Regions from separate parts of the Hordeum vulgare genome. Here all the other regions are linked to region 2. Evidence: chromatin contacts called from public Hi-C data. All regions are on one chromosome and are shown on one strand. The core of a region is the stretch at or near the end of the contact, and the rest is flanking DNA. Distances in the headings are between cores, read along the strand shown.

The links. Hi-C and Micro-C count contacts between places; a contact is called where the count stands out from the background.
Region 1: a contact with region 2 is called in a Hi-C map of leaf, with 4 times the contacts expected there. The contact joins the promoter of LOC123426729 here to the promoter of LOC123426728 in region 2. A contact is called at or near these places in 3 of 6 Hi-C or Micro-C datasets (leaf and seedling) and 1 of 1 datasets of contacts at active chromatin or transcription factors (embryo).
Region 3: a Hi-C map of seedling shows a contact between it and region 2, with 6 times the contacts expected there. The contact joins the enhancer-like site here to the promoter of LOC123426728 in region 2. A contact is called at or near these places in 3 of 6 Hi-C or Micro-C datasets (leaf and seedling) and 1 of 1 datasets of contacts at active chromatin or transcription factors (embryo).

The regions. Positions count from the first base shown.
Region 1 is chr2H:476,068,852-476,073,277 of MorexV3_pseudomolecules_assembly, forward strand. LOC123426729 (probable serine/threonine-protein kinase At1g01540) reads left to right here and starts at 1,862. Exons shown (of 7, transcript XM_045110603.1): 1 at 1,862-3,434; 2 at 3,758-3,862; 3 at 3,952-4,074; 4 at 4,154-4,324; 5 at 4,404-4,426. The coding sequence starts at 2,800.
Region 2 is chr2H:475,925,999-475,930,271 of MorexV3_pseudomolecules_assembly, forward strand. LOC123426728 (nicotinate phosphoribosyltransferase 2-like) reads left to right here and starts at 1,290. Exons shown (of 15, transcript XM_045110602.1): 1 at 1,290-1,628; 2 at 3,223-3,367; 3 at 3,774-3,893; 4 at 4,017-4,151; 5 at 4,250-4,273. The coding sequence starts at 1,453.
Region 3 is chr2H:475,753,017-475,756,857 of MorexV3_pseudomolecules_assembly, forward strand. No RefSeq gene overlaps it. Among protein-coding and RNA genes, the nearest start is that of LOC123426726, 16 kb to the left of the region's middle. Within about 2 kb of position 1,960, at least 3 of the 3 cell types and tissues checked have open chromatin away from gene starts, as enhancers often do. A contact at or near this core is called in leaf and seedling, where this site is marked.

The DNA.
Region 1 (4,426 bases), core at 612-3,111, 140 kb after region 2:
CACCTTGGAAGTCGTGATTACACGGGAAAGAGGCCCATGTGGGCTAAGGGAGAGATGAAAGACAAAATTAGTGAGTTGATGAAGACAAAGAAGGAGTTGGAGGAGAAGAGGAAACAAGGGAAGTTGGAGTTGGAGGAGGAAGAGAAGATGACACAAAATGGTAACACAATGCACACAAGTAAAAGGTGCAAGGAAGAGATGGATACATGTATGCTTCAACTTGAGGAGTATCGACTAATGCAAGAGATAACGTGGCAAAGAACCAATTCATGATGATGGATCCAAGCGCATTGTATGAAACATCAAGATTGTTGGCAGAGCTTGTGAGCGGAGATCATGGCCTCTAGGATGCCACGTAGCGCCAATGCACCGGAGGAGGGGGCGGTACACAAATGTGAGAAGGTAGCTTTGTCGTCGACATGTGATTTGTATATGCCATGTGAATTTCTTCATGATCCTTCATCTTTTCTTCACACATTTTGAGCCAAAGATGATAGCTTTTGATTGAACTTCATGTTATGTTTATATTTAATTTGATTCTTGAAGAATGTGGTATGGTTTGAAATCTTGCTGAATGGCGAAGGATTAAATCACGTGAGCTTGAGAATCAAGAGTGTATATGCACAAATATAAGAGAATATGAGAGACAATTATGGAGGCTGCACAAATATGGTGACTCTGAGTTTGTACAAACTCTTCGCAACCAACAAAGTCTTGTGAAGGAGACTCCAGCCCATTGTAGAGGTTGCCGATACAACGACTTTGTTAGAGTTACGCTTAAACCATGAAACCACCGTTCATCCAGAATAATGTGTTTCAGTCATCAAGCCACCTGTCAAAGTGGAAAGCATGAATTACGCTATTGCGCGACAAATTCATATATGTGTATGCAAACATTGCTTTGAGCACATGGATGAGGAACATTAATGGGAAACAGGAAAAACACACGAATAGGAAATATGCAGAAATTTACTAGACATATTTTCACAAAATAGAAGACTATGAAATGCACAAAAACTGCATGCATGTAGAGTAGATGTTTTGATGAAATAAAGAAGTACATTTCAATCTACTTGAACGAGCATACAAAAGAGATCACTCGGAACATTTGTGTGACGTCTTGTTTCACCCGGATTCTTCATCCTTTGGCCTCCCAACTTTCATCCCATCCTTACCTCACCTTTGGTTGCGACCCCACGTCAAACCACGTTGTTCCTACATTCGATGGGGTAGCTATCTAATTCAAGCAACAATTGAAGAAAAAAGACCCCTGCCCGGATGGATAAAATTTGTTCCCTGCATACATCGAGGTAGCTATCTAATCCGACCAACGGTCAAAGCTAAAAACCCTCCCCACACCCACACCAGTCAAGTTTTCCTCACCTCTATCAATGAAACCACGAGAAGCCGTGTCGTCCCATCTTGACAAATTGCTCTGCAATAAAAGAACCCATATGATAACGTTAACACGTGTCGTATATCTGCACTTTGCCCACACGCATTGATCTTCATATGTTATATTTTGCGTGATGTCACGCATAATATGTGGACGGATATCAAATATACCACATGTGTGATGAATATCAAACCCCTAAAAGATTGATCTTAGCGGACGGCAATTTTTCATGAAATCACGAAAATCACATGAAAAATAAAAAAGGAAGCGTGCGGCAAGTCGTGATAAGCCATTCCAAACCAATCAACAGTAAGAAACAATATAGAAAAGAAACCCGATCGGACGCCAATTGTATTGTGAAATCGAGAAAATCACGTGAAAAATAGAAAAGGAAGCGTGCCTCCAAACCAATGAACAGTAAGAAACAATATAGAAAAGAAACCCAGATCCTATACAGTGCAACCAATTGGACGTTCTCTTCTCCCTCATGGTTCAGTTTCAATCCAATCCTGCGTGACAGCTCGCACCAGCTTCACTCTCCAGCTCCTCCCCCTTTTCCAGGACCCCCAAAATATCATTCTCCTACCCTCCAATCCATCCATGCTCCTCTTCTCTTCTGACCTGATCTGCTTATTTTATTAGGTCTTGACCCTTGACTTGCCTAATCTAATCCTCCATGCATGCAATTGCCAAAGCAAAGAAAAAGCAGCCACGCACACCCTGTCACCACTCGCTCCCAGCTCCCGGCCTCCCACTAGCCACTGGCACTGGCGCTCCTTCCCTCCTGCAACCCATCAGTCCTCACTCATCTCTTTCCACACCGTCTGTAGGAGAGCAGTAGGGAGTACCGCTCCTAATAATTGATCCTTCGCTCTCCATTCCCTCGTTGATTTGTTGTTACTCTAAAGATCACCACCAACCACCCTCCCCCTCCCCCAAACCCTCCTCCCAACCACAATCCAATCTTTTATCAAGAACAAATTAACCATCCCGCACCCTTCACCCCCCAAACAATCGTCTAATCTTTGGTCTCTGCTTCCACATTGCTCCCAAATCCACCGTCTTGGGCCCTGCCGCCCCTCGAATCCACCCTTCTTCGTCACTCCATCCTGTCCTAAATTCCCCTCCTCCCCCCAAAAGCCCCAGCGTTTCCCACTGCAACATCCTCTGCGAAACCCAATCTTGGCCGCCTGGATTGCCCGCCCATTCATTCATTCTCTGCGGGAATCCAGCCTTGCTTTCTGCGCCCAATTCTCTGCACGAACCCAAGCTTTAGCTGGCTGCTCTGTTCCAAACCCGATCTTTCTTTAGCACCGAATTCTGCTCGAAAGCCAGACCAGAGTGGTTGCGGAGATCCGCCATTCCTGGTTGAGCCAGCGAGCGAGCTTTGCCGCCGCGGTCCGATGTCGGACTCGGACCAGAGCACCGTCGTCTTCGGCCTCCACCTCTGGGAGCTCGTTGGCATCGGCGTCGGCGCCGCCTTCGTGCTCCTCCTCGTCCTCCTCTCCCTCCTCTGCCTTCTCGCCAACCGCCGTCGCCGCCGACGCCGCGCCCCCGCCGCCCCCGTCCTCCACCTCGCCACCGTCGCGCCCAGTGCCCATCCCAAGAACCCCACCAAACCGCCCAAGGACATCCAAGAGGTGCCCTCTCGCGGCGCGGCGGCGGGGGCCCCCGCCGCCGCGCCCAAGGTGCCGCTCGCTCAGATTCTCCAGGCGTCCCCGCAGGAGTCCATCCAGATCGAGACCGGTAAGGAGCACCGCATCACGTTCCCGGAGCAGCCGCCGCCCCACCATCAGCGTAGCGGGGGCCCGTCGTCGCGCGGGGCCAGCGGCGAGAGCCGCGGAGGTGGCTCGGAGCCGGGTGTGCCCGAGGTCTCACACCTGGGGTGGGGCCACTGGTACACTCTCAAGGAGCTCGAGGCTGCCACGGCAATGTTCGCCGACGAGAAGGTGATTGGCGAGGGCGGCTACGGCATCGTATACCACGGCATTCTCGAGGACGGCACACAGGTCGCCGTCAAGAATTTGCTGAATAACAGGTAACAGCGCTTCCCGTGAACTCAAGTATAGCCAAATTTAGGACCTTGTTTCTGATTGGCGTATAATTGATTTGAGTTTAAGCAAGATGTATAATTTGATGGGTGCACGGGGTCACTGAAACTGACTTGAGATATTGACAATTCAGATGGTGACAATGTGCAAGAACCTGATAAAAAAAATGACAAGTCATTATCCAAGTCTACCATTTCCTTCTGGTTAGCATGCTTAGCGTGGAAGCTGCCATTTGAGAGGCTGAAATGTGTGATTTGTGTAACGTGTGGTTTTTGTGTTGCTGAATTTAGTAATATACTTGGTTTGTTAGGGGGCAGGCTGAGAGGGAATTCAAGGTTGAGGTCGAAGCAATCGGGCGGGTGCGGCACAAGAACCTCGTGCGGCTGCTTGGATACTGTGCTGAGGGCAACCAAAGGTACATCCTTGAGTGATAAGTTGAGCTGCTGTATTCCACAAATGAGGTGCCTTGTAACATAAAATGTGTTGTATATGAATTATTTTCAGGATGCTTGTGTATGAGTTTGTCAATAATGGAACTTTGGAGCAATGGATTCATGGTGATGTTGGTCCTGTGAGCCCTCTTACATGGGACATAAGAATGAAGATTATTCTCGGATCAGCAAAAGGGTAAGTGCATGTGAGTTACTGATGATCTAAAAGTATATTTGCCACTACTTAATACTTACACAGTTACCTAGTTGTGCAGTTTAATGTATTTGCACGAGGGACTTGAGCCAAAGGTGGTTCACCGTGATGTCAAGTCAAGCAATATCCTACTTGACAAGCATTGGAACGCTAAGCTTTCTGATTTTGGGCTAGCAAAGCTTTTGGGCTCCGAGAGGAGTTATGTCACGACCAGGGTCATGGGGACATTTGGGTAAGTATGATACTTATGAAAACATCGCCACGTAAGATAAACATGAACATAGTTGCTTATGTATCTCTTGTTATTGCAGGTATGTTGCTCCAGAGTATGCAG
Region 2 (4,273 bases), core at 40-2,539:
TCGCTGCCGCTGGGATCATGTAATTCCAAGGCCCACTGTCATGCAGGAGTAGCCTTCCGGCGAGTATACTTTGCATCGCAAGAGAGCAGCGAGAAAGGCTCTCCAGATTGCGTCCAAAAAGGCATGCGTGGAGTAATCCGGCCAAAAACAGAATGTGCTGGGGGGCGACTTCTACTTTTGCCCTATAGTTACAGGAGAATTCCATTTCAGTCCAAGATGGTACTCCCTTTGTCTTAAATTTTTTGTCTATATATGAATGTATATACTCATATTTTAGTATTTAGATAAATCCATTTCTGGACAAACCTCGGACAAAATTTTTGGAACAGAGGAAGTATATTATTGCGTTATTTGTCTCTGGATGAAATTTCCCAGGATCAAGACACTTTTTTCTTTAGTTGGTGATCAAAACGTTGTTATAGACCAGACTCGTAGGAAAAATACAAGGAGCTTCAAAATGATCAAGTGCCATAGTTTGTGAGAGCTACGAAATTGATTGAGATCTTTTGGGTAATACATTGACAATGACAATGCCAAATGAAAGTTCAAAGGTGAAAGCAACACGTAAGAAGAGTGGAAGATGATCCGTCCTAATTACTTGCGATGTACTTTCTTTTCGTGCATGTATAATGGTACGACCAAAATTCCTATGCTTGAAATTTATCGAAAACACTATTGACTTGATTTTTCTCAGTCTCCTTTGAAATAATTTTTTGTTAGCACGAGTGATCTAAATCCGTCGAAATCAACCTGGGAATAATAAAATGTGAAGGAGCAACATAGCTTGGATGGTTAGTTTCGTATGGTGGAACCAACCTATTAAAGTTTAAGGTCCTAGTTATGACATTGGTGCCCGTATTTTTCTTAATTTATTTCGATCTTTCTGACGATGTTCGTTCACTAAGAGAAGATGTTTCGGTCGACATTAAGAAACAATCTATAGTAAGCTAAGGAAGCGTATTGACAATCCAAGCATATTGTAAGCGTCTTTTTAGAAATCATCAAATGTAGACATTGATGCCTACATTTTTTTAAATTTATTTCAGCCTTTTTAAGGATGTTTGTTCAGTGAATTTTTTTTTTGTTTCTGTCGACATTAAGAAACAGTCTATAGTAAGCTAAGGAAGCGTATTGACAATCCAGCATATTGTAAGCATCCTTTTACAAATCATCAAATGTGATTAAAAAACATAAGCATGCGAGGGCACCATGTGACATTACCAACTTTCAGTGGTACACCTATGAAACTTATCACCCCTATTATAAATACCTTGCCTGCTTCCAGCCAAACTTCCAAATTCCAAATCGGCCCCTGGCGTCTCCTCCTCCTCCTCCTCCTTCCCCTCCCGGCCTCCAATTGTCCTCCTCCCGCCTCCCCTTCCTCCCCTTGAAGCTTCACACGCCTCAGCCCAGAGAACCCTAGCGGAAGCTCTCGCGTTCCAGAGCCCAAGTATGGAGGCGACGGCGCCTAGCGTGGGCGCCGGCGCCAATGGTTCGCTGGCGGCGGCGGCGAGGGCGCAGGTGGGGCCGCCCACGAACCCCATGGCCACGGCGCTGCTCACCGATCAGTACCAGTTCTCCATGGCCTACGCCTACTGGAAGGCCGGCAAGCACGCCGACCACGCCGTGTAAGCACCCCTCGCCTCTGCCTCGTGTCCTCCGCTTCGCGTATCTCTGGTTCGGTCGTGCCGATTGGATTGGATCGACGGGTGGTGTGATCTGGTGCCAGCTGGTGAGTTGGTTGGTTCCGTCCGGGTTATGTTCGGGGGAATGAATTGGCGAGAGGTCTGATTTTTTGGGAGATACTTGGACTGTTGCTGCAATTCTCTCGTTGCCGTGGCGAATAGTTTGGTTTCAATCTATGCGGTAGTTTGGTTTTTGTTCTCGTGCAATTCTGTCATTGCTGTGGTCTGGCATCTTTTTCGTGCCCTCTACGTTATTGGGTAAGACGGCCGCAGCTTTGCGCTTTGATGGTTTATTACCTGGTAGTTGCGTAGTTGGCTAACTGATACTCTGTCTTTGGTTCCCTCTTGCCTGTAGTTTTGATCATCTTCCTTGTCAGTAATAACTGAAACAAAACAAAAATGTTGTATGCTGGTCTTAATATATCTTTTGCGAATATTTATTTTTGTTATTCTTGTTATATGTGTGGCTGCGTAGGCCGGGGCTATCCTCTTTTTCTTTTTAAAATAAAATAAATAACTGAAGTGGCATTTTTTGCTTGCTTCTTGATTGTTCTGCTATGCAGTACTTTGGAAAGCCCTTCTGAATGTGCATTGTTTAGTTAATCCCTTTATGTCAAAATTGTGAGTGCAACCATCGTTTATTGATGGGCTTGCCATTGCTTTCATGTGGGTCCAGATGTTCTTGTGTTAACAAAATTGGACTGGCCTTTCTATTAGGTTCCCCCCCCCCCTCCATTGTTGTTTTAGTATGTGGCACCTCATGTGTGGATTCTAGCATATAGGTACATCAATTTATTATGTCATTGTGGGTTCTCTAGAACTTGCAGTGTTAATCAATATTTTCTAATTGGTGATATGATTTACTCCGGGTGGAGAGGAAACAAATAGATGTGGACATTTGAATGATGTCACATGGTTGAATGAATTAGAATTTTCAGTGTGAACATGAAGTGTATTCTAAATGGTGGTATAATACTCCTTGTGCAGAGGAAACAAATGGATGTGGACATTAATGATGTGACGTGCTTGAATGAACAATGAACTTTGCTACTTACTTGAGTCAACAAAAGAGACTATTGGTTCTTGGGTTTCATATATTTAACTATTCTTGCGAGAGGGGTGGGGGGTGGGGGAGGCGGTGGTATGTTATGCCAATTTTCATTTTTTTTAAAGGGGAAAGTGACTGTTTTCGGACCTGGGGAAGTTACAAGAAGAGAAAAGTCTATGTAATTTTGTCATTGGCAGAATATTCGAGGAGCGAGGTACTTCTGCATATAGCTTTGAACAACATGATAATAAAACTCAGAAGCTACCCAAAGACATATGTAAATTGAGTTAAAAGAGAAAAGTTAGTGAAGACATTTTCTCTGTGTTTGTATGGTCATATATGCCCATGTAGTTTGCTTCATCCCAATGGGCTCACTTGGCATGCTTTGATCTCTGTTGAGTCAATTTCACTTAATATGGACCTACAATGTTAGCTAACAACTCGGACGTACTCAACTGCATGCTGATTTTGTTCCTTTTCATTTTACAGGTTTGACCTGTACTTTAGGAAAAATCCATTTGGTGGAGAGTTTACTGTTTTTGCCGGTCTTGAGGAATGTATAAAATTCATTGCAAACTTTAAGTTCACAGAAGATGAGATTTCTTTCCTGCAGTCAGTCATGCCAATGTGTGAGGTATCATCTGAATGCCATATACATATATTATACTCCCTCCGTCCCAAAATAAGTGTCTCAACTTTATACTAGCTCTAGTATAAATTTGTACTAAGCTCAAGACACTTATTTTAGGACGGAGGGAGTATGCAATATTCTTTCTTTCTTCAAATGGTAAATTGGTCCTGAGATTAGCTGCTAGGTTATGAATAGGCTTTTTGGTTGGTCCTGTGTATAGCCAGGCTGATTCATGGGCTACAAAAAGTCCACCTCAAATACTACATGTAAGAAAGGGTAACTTGAAACTTTGTGTGTGGTTCCTTGTATAAGCTATTCCTCACCCAACTTTTAGTGTGCATATATGTCATGCTCATTCAGTTATTTGATCTGAGAAACACTTATTTACTGATATAATTGTAATTTCTAGGATTCATTCTTTGATTATCTCCGTGGAATTGATTGCTCTGATGTTGAAGTGTACTCCATTCCTGAGGGCTCGGTAGTCTTTCCAAAAGTGCCCTTGATGAGAGTCGAGGGTCCTGTTGCTGTAAGTAGAAAGCCCTAACCAGCTGTTATGTCTAATAATGTCAGTCACAAACTTTAATTCTGAGCATGAACTGAAGTTTGAATTTTTTGCTATAGCAACTTACTCTTGTTATGACATCATCAGGTGGTTCAACTACTTGAGACTCCATTTGTAAATCTGATCAACTATGCCTCTTTGGTAACCACCAATGCTGCACGGCACCGTCATGTTGCTGGAAAGTCAAAGGTTCTAATGGAATTTGGTTTAAGACGAGCACAGGTGTGACTTCTTCTATCCTTTCTGCACCATCAGTTTAGCTTTAATTTTATACAAATACATGTGAAATCTGAAATGTACCTCTGGATTTATGTTTGCAGGGGCCTGATGGCGCAATAAGTGCT
Region 3 (3,841 bases), core at 710-3,209, 170 kb before region 2:
AGGAAAACCGGAATCGCTGCAATCATTAACGGGCCGACCCAGATCACGTCGTTCGCTCGTGAAACCTGTGAGGAGCCTCGACACCTTCACGCGACACTTTCCAAAAAGAAACATGCAGAAAGAAGCGAAATTATTAATGGAGGTGTACTCCTTTTAAGGATCACTCTCACCTTCCTTGTTTAGGACAAGTGGTGCATTCCATATGCCACTTGTTGCAATCACAGAGTTTTCCCTTTTTTTCATAGATCTGTATTTCCAAAACATTTTATCTCTTAAATTATGCGTCCAAATATCGTACCATTTTCACCGTTTGGTTCCTTGCAAAGAGATCTTCAAAACTAAAACCCCATGTTGATAGGTTTTGACGATTTTTTTCACATAGAGAAACGGATAAAAATACGAACGAAAAAACCGTGCCTCTTGCGATAGAATAAAAATAGAAAACATATTTTTTTTCGTTTCAAGAGGCACGCTCACGGAAGCAAAATCGTGTCTCTCGTAAAAAAAAATATTTTTTTCATTTCCGAGAGGCACGACCGTGCCTCTCGTGAAAAAACAAACAGAAAACACGTTTTTTTCATTTTCAAAAGGTACGGCCGTGCCTCTCACGAACACAAAAACTTACCTCTCAGGAAGCAAAACCATGCCTCTCGCAAATAAAAACATGTTTTTTGTTTTCGATAGGCACTTACATGCCTCTCGCGAAAGAATACCATGCATTTCGCAAAAAAACCAAAAAACACGTTTTTCTTGCAAAAATAAAATTACTTATTTTTCTTCAAAAAGCTAAAAAGACCGATAAAAAATTGAAACATAAAAATAACCCCCCAAAAAGATCTAAAAATCTGAAAACTCGTGCGGAAAAAAATTCAAGAAAACGCAAAGTACGACACGTGACGACGAATGAGAACTTGTTAAGTGACGACGCGTGAGAGTGATTGTTGGGAGGCTTTTGAAGGAGTGCTCGCTAAGGGCATGTACAATGATGACATAAGGATACAGATGCTCTATGACAAAAAGTAACTTGAGACATCTATATTGATTTATTTTCTCCAATACAAGTTACTATTGATGGACCTTATCAAAGAATAGAAATAAAGACTATTACAAATGCAACTCTATTTTTCATTCTATTTTTTTTTAGTTTTTTGCATCGGACTATATTTTTTTTAAACACCCGCCTCTCGTAAAAAATATTGTTTCCTTTAATCAAACCTATTTTTTCTAACATTCGATTTTACATGACATACGAGGCATCATTCTAAGGCTATGGGTTGTACATGTCCTAACTAGTTGCTTTTGGAAAGAAAGTGATTGGAATTGCTTAGTATCCAACATGCTGCCTAAAAAAAGCATCGAACGTGGTTTCCGCACGAGCACATTAGTTTTTGCCAAAAGTTGAAGGTGATCTCACATGCAGAAAGAAGGCGAGAAAAGGTGAAGGACCCATAAAGTGGCATATTCGGTGCATGAAAAGGGAGAACTTTCAGAAAACCATCGCCCACATTCTCTGTAGCGGAGAGAAATATGATCACTCTTAACCCTGTGCCAGTGTTGTGTTGTGGTGTGGTGTCATTCTGTCTCTTCCGAGAAAACAAGGTCAAGGACAGCATTGTGATGTACGGCGCCTCAAGTTGCATATTCCGACCTTGATACGCGCGCTGTCGCAGCCAGATGTTTCACAGACCATAATAAGAGGCCCATAATAATGTGGAGACAGGCACATGTTTGTCCAGTACTGACGTACAACTCGTTTTCACGTCACGCTCCTGATGGATCCTTGGAGCTAGCAAAGCGCCTGCAAACAGGTTCCTCACAAAATGTATCTGTTGGATGATGTCGCAGCATGTACTACCCACATCCTATCATCAAGCTGTACATGTTGTACCACAAGGAAGGGTGGCTAGCAGGCTGGCCACTCGCGATGAATTTTGTACCGTGGCCCATCACGGATTGCTAATTTCGTTTGTGCCTCTCCGCACTTAGAAAAATTCAAGAGGGGGTAATGATGGGGGAGCAGTGAGGAGACCATGAAAGCTACCCTTGTTGCTGTGGTTGGATTTGGAGGATTTGCTTTTGACTATGACATGGTCGATGGTGCATTAGTTTTCTAATGGATAAACATGCGGATGGAGATGTCTCATCACATATATATACACCAGAATTAAGGAATACGTATATTCCCCGGCTTCACAGCCATTGGAGACCGGGGCTGTAGCAAAGCCCAAAGCACTATTAGAGCGTCTACACCGATCCCTCAAATCCGGACCCTCCAACGCCGGCAGGTGCATCCGGGCGCGTCCACGAACACTGATCAGTCATGTTTTAAATAATTAATTTTGAGAAAATATAACGCCCATACGTTTGGACGTTTGCGGCTAGACCACACGCATGGATCGGCGTCCGTTTGTAATTGCACGAATTTTGGTAAGTTTTGTCAGATTTTTTATGATAAGACTGGGCTGGTGTGTGGTTATTTAATGTAACGTCCAAGATGCAGTCCTATCGTTATTTTGGCGCGAGCGCCTCGACAGGGATAGAAACACATCTTCTCGTTTTGCAAGAATGGATATTGTTACAAGTACATGTACTGAAAAGATGAGTATAAGGAATTGGCTTACATTCGCCACAAGCTACATCGGAGTCATACTAATACAACAACATAATCAATCATCCTGAAGAAGAGCAGGGTCCGTCTACGAACGAAAACAAAAACAAAACGATAAAAGAACGACGTCCATCCTTGCTATCCCAGTCTGCCGGCCTGAAACCCATCCTAAATCGATGATGAAGAAGAAGAAACTCCAAATAGCACAATCAGTGTGCTCACGTCAAAGTAACTCTTGACATGTATCTGCAACTGGTGTTGTAGTAATCTATGAGCCACAGGGGACTCAACAATCTCATTTCCAAAGGTATCAAGACTAGCAAAAATTAATGGGTGAGGTAAGGTTAAGTGGTGAGGCTGCAGCAAGCGACTAAGCATTTATATGAGGTGGCTAACTTATGAGTACAAAAATAAGAGGGGGAAGATCTATGCATAATCGAACGTGAATTACTTACGTTAGACATAACCCCACCGTGCCTTCGATCGGAGAATGAGTTCACGAAAGAGACAGTCACGGTTACGCACTCAGTTGACAAGTTTTAATTAAGTTAACGTCAAGCTATCTAGAACCGAATGTTAAACAAAGTTTCCCCGTTACCACATAACCGCGGGCACGACTTTCCGAAAGATTTAATCCTGCAGGGGTGCTTCAACTAGTACATCACAAAATGCCACACGTTGCATAGAAACCCTCGACCATGAATCTCGTCATCTCCTCAGATCCCTTAGTGGAAAACCTGAACTCTGAGATAGCCCAAAGCATCATCGGAATCCCGGTGCACAAGATGCTCGAGAAAGGTAAAACAAGTCCAACAAGGCCGTCCAGCGTGTGGACGATCCCGATAGGAGCCGCATATCTCGTTCTCAAGACACGATGGATAAGCACAACACACGGTGGCCTGATAGAAATCTTCCAAGTTGCCCCGGGTTGGACCCGCAAACGGCTCTAGTTTCGACCAACACCAACAGCACTGCCCCCCTATATTATGTTGAATTACTCCTCGGGTTCATGACACCCTATGTTTTCAGTATTATCAGAATTATGTTGGGCAAATATAGTATCAATGTTGGGCCTTGCCAGACGAACTTTATCCCAAAACAAAAATCTAGGGGGTCCTCATAACAACCCCAAGCATGTTAGGAGCGCTCATTTATGGAACATAACACCGGTAGCCAAAACTAAGGCGGCAAAGGTGAAACAAAGCACCAGGCTAGAAGGCCGAGCCTTCCACC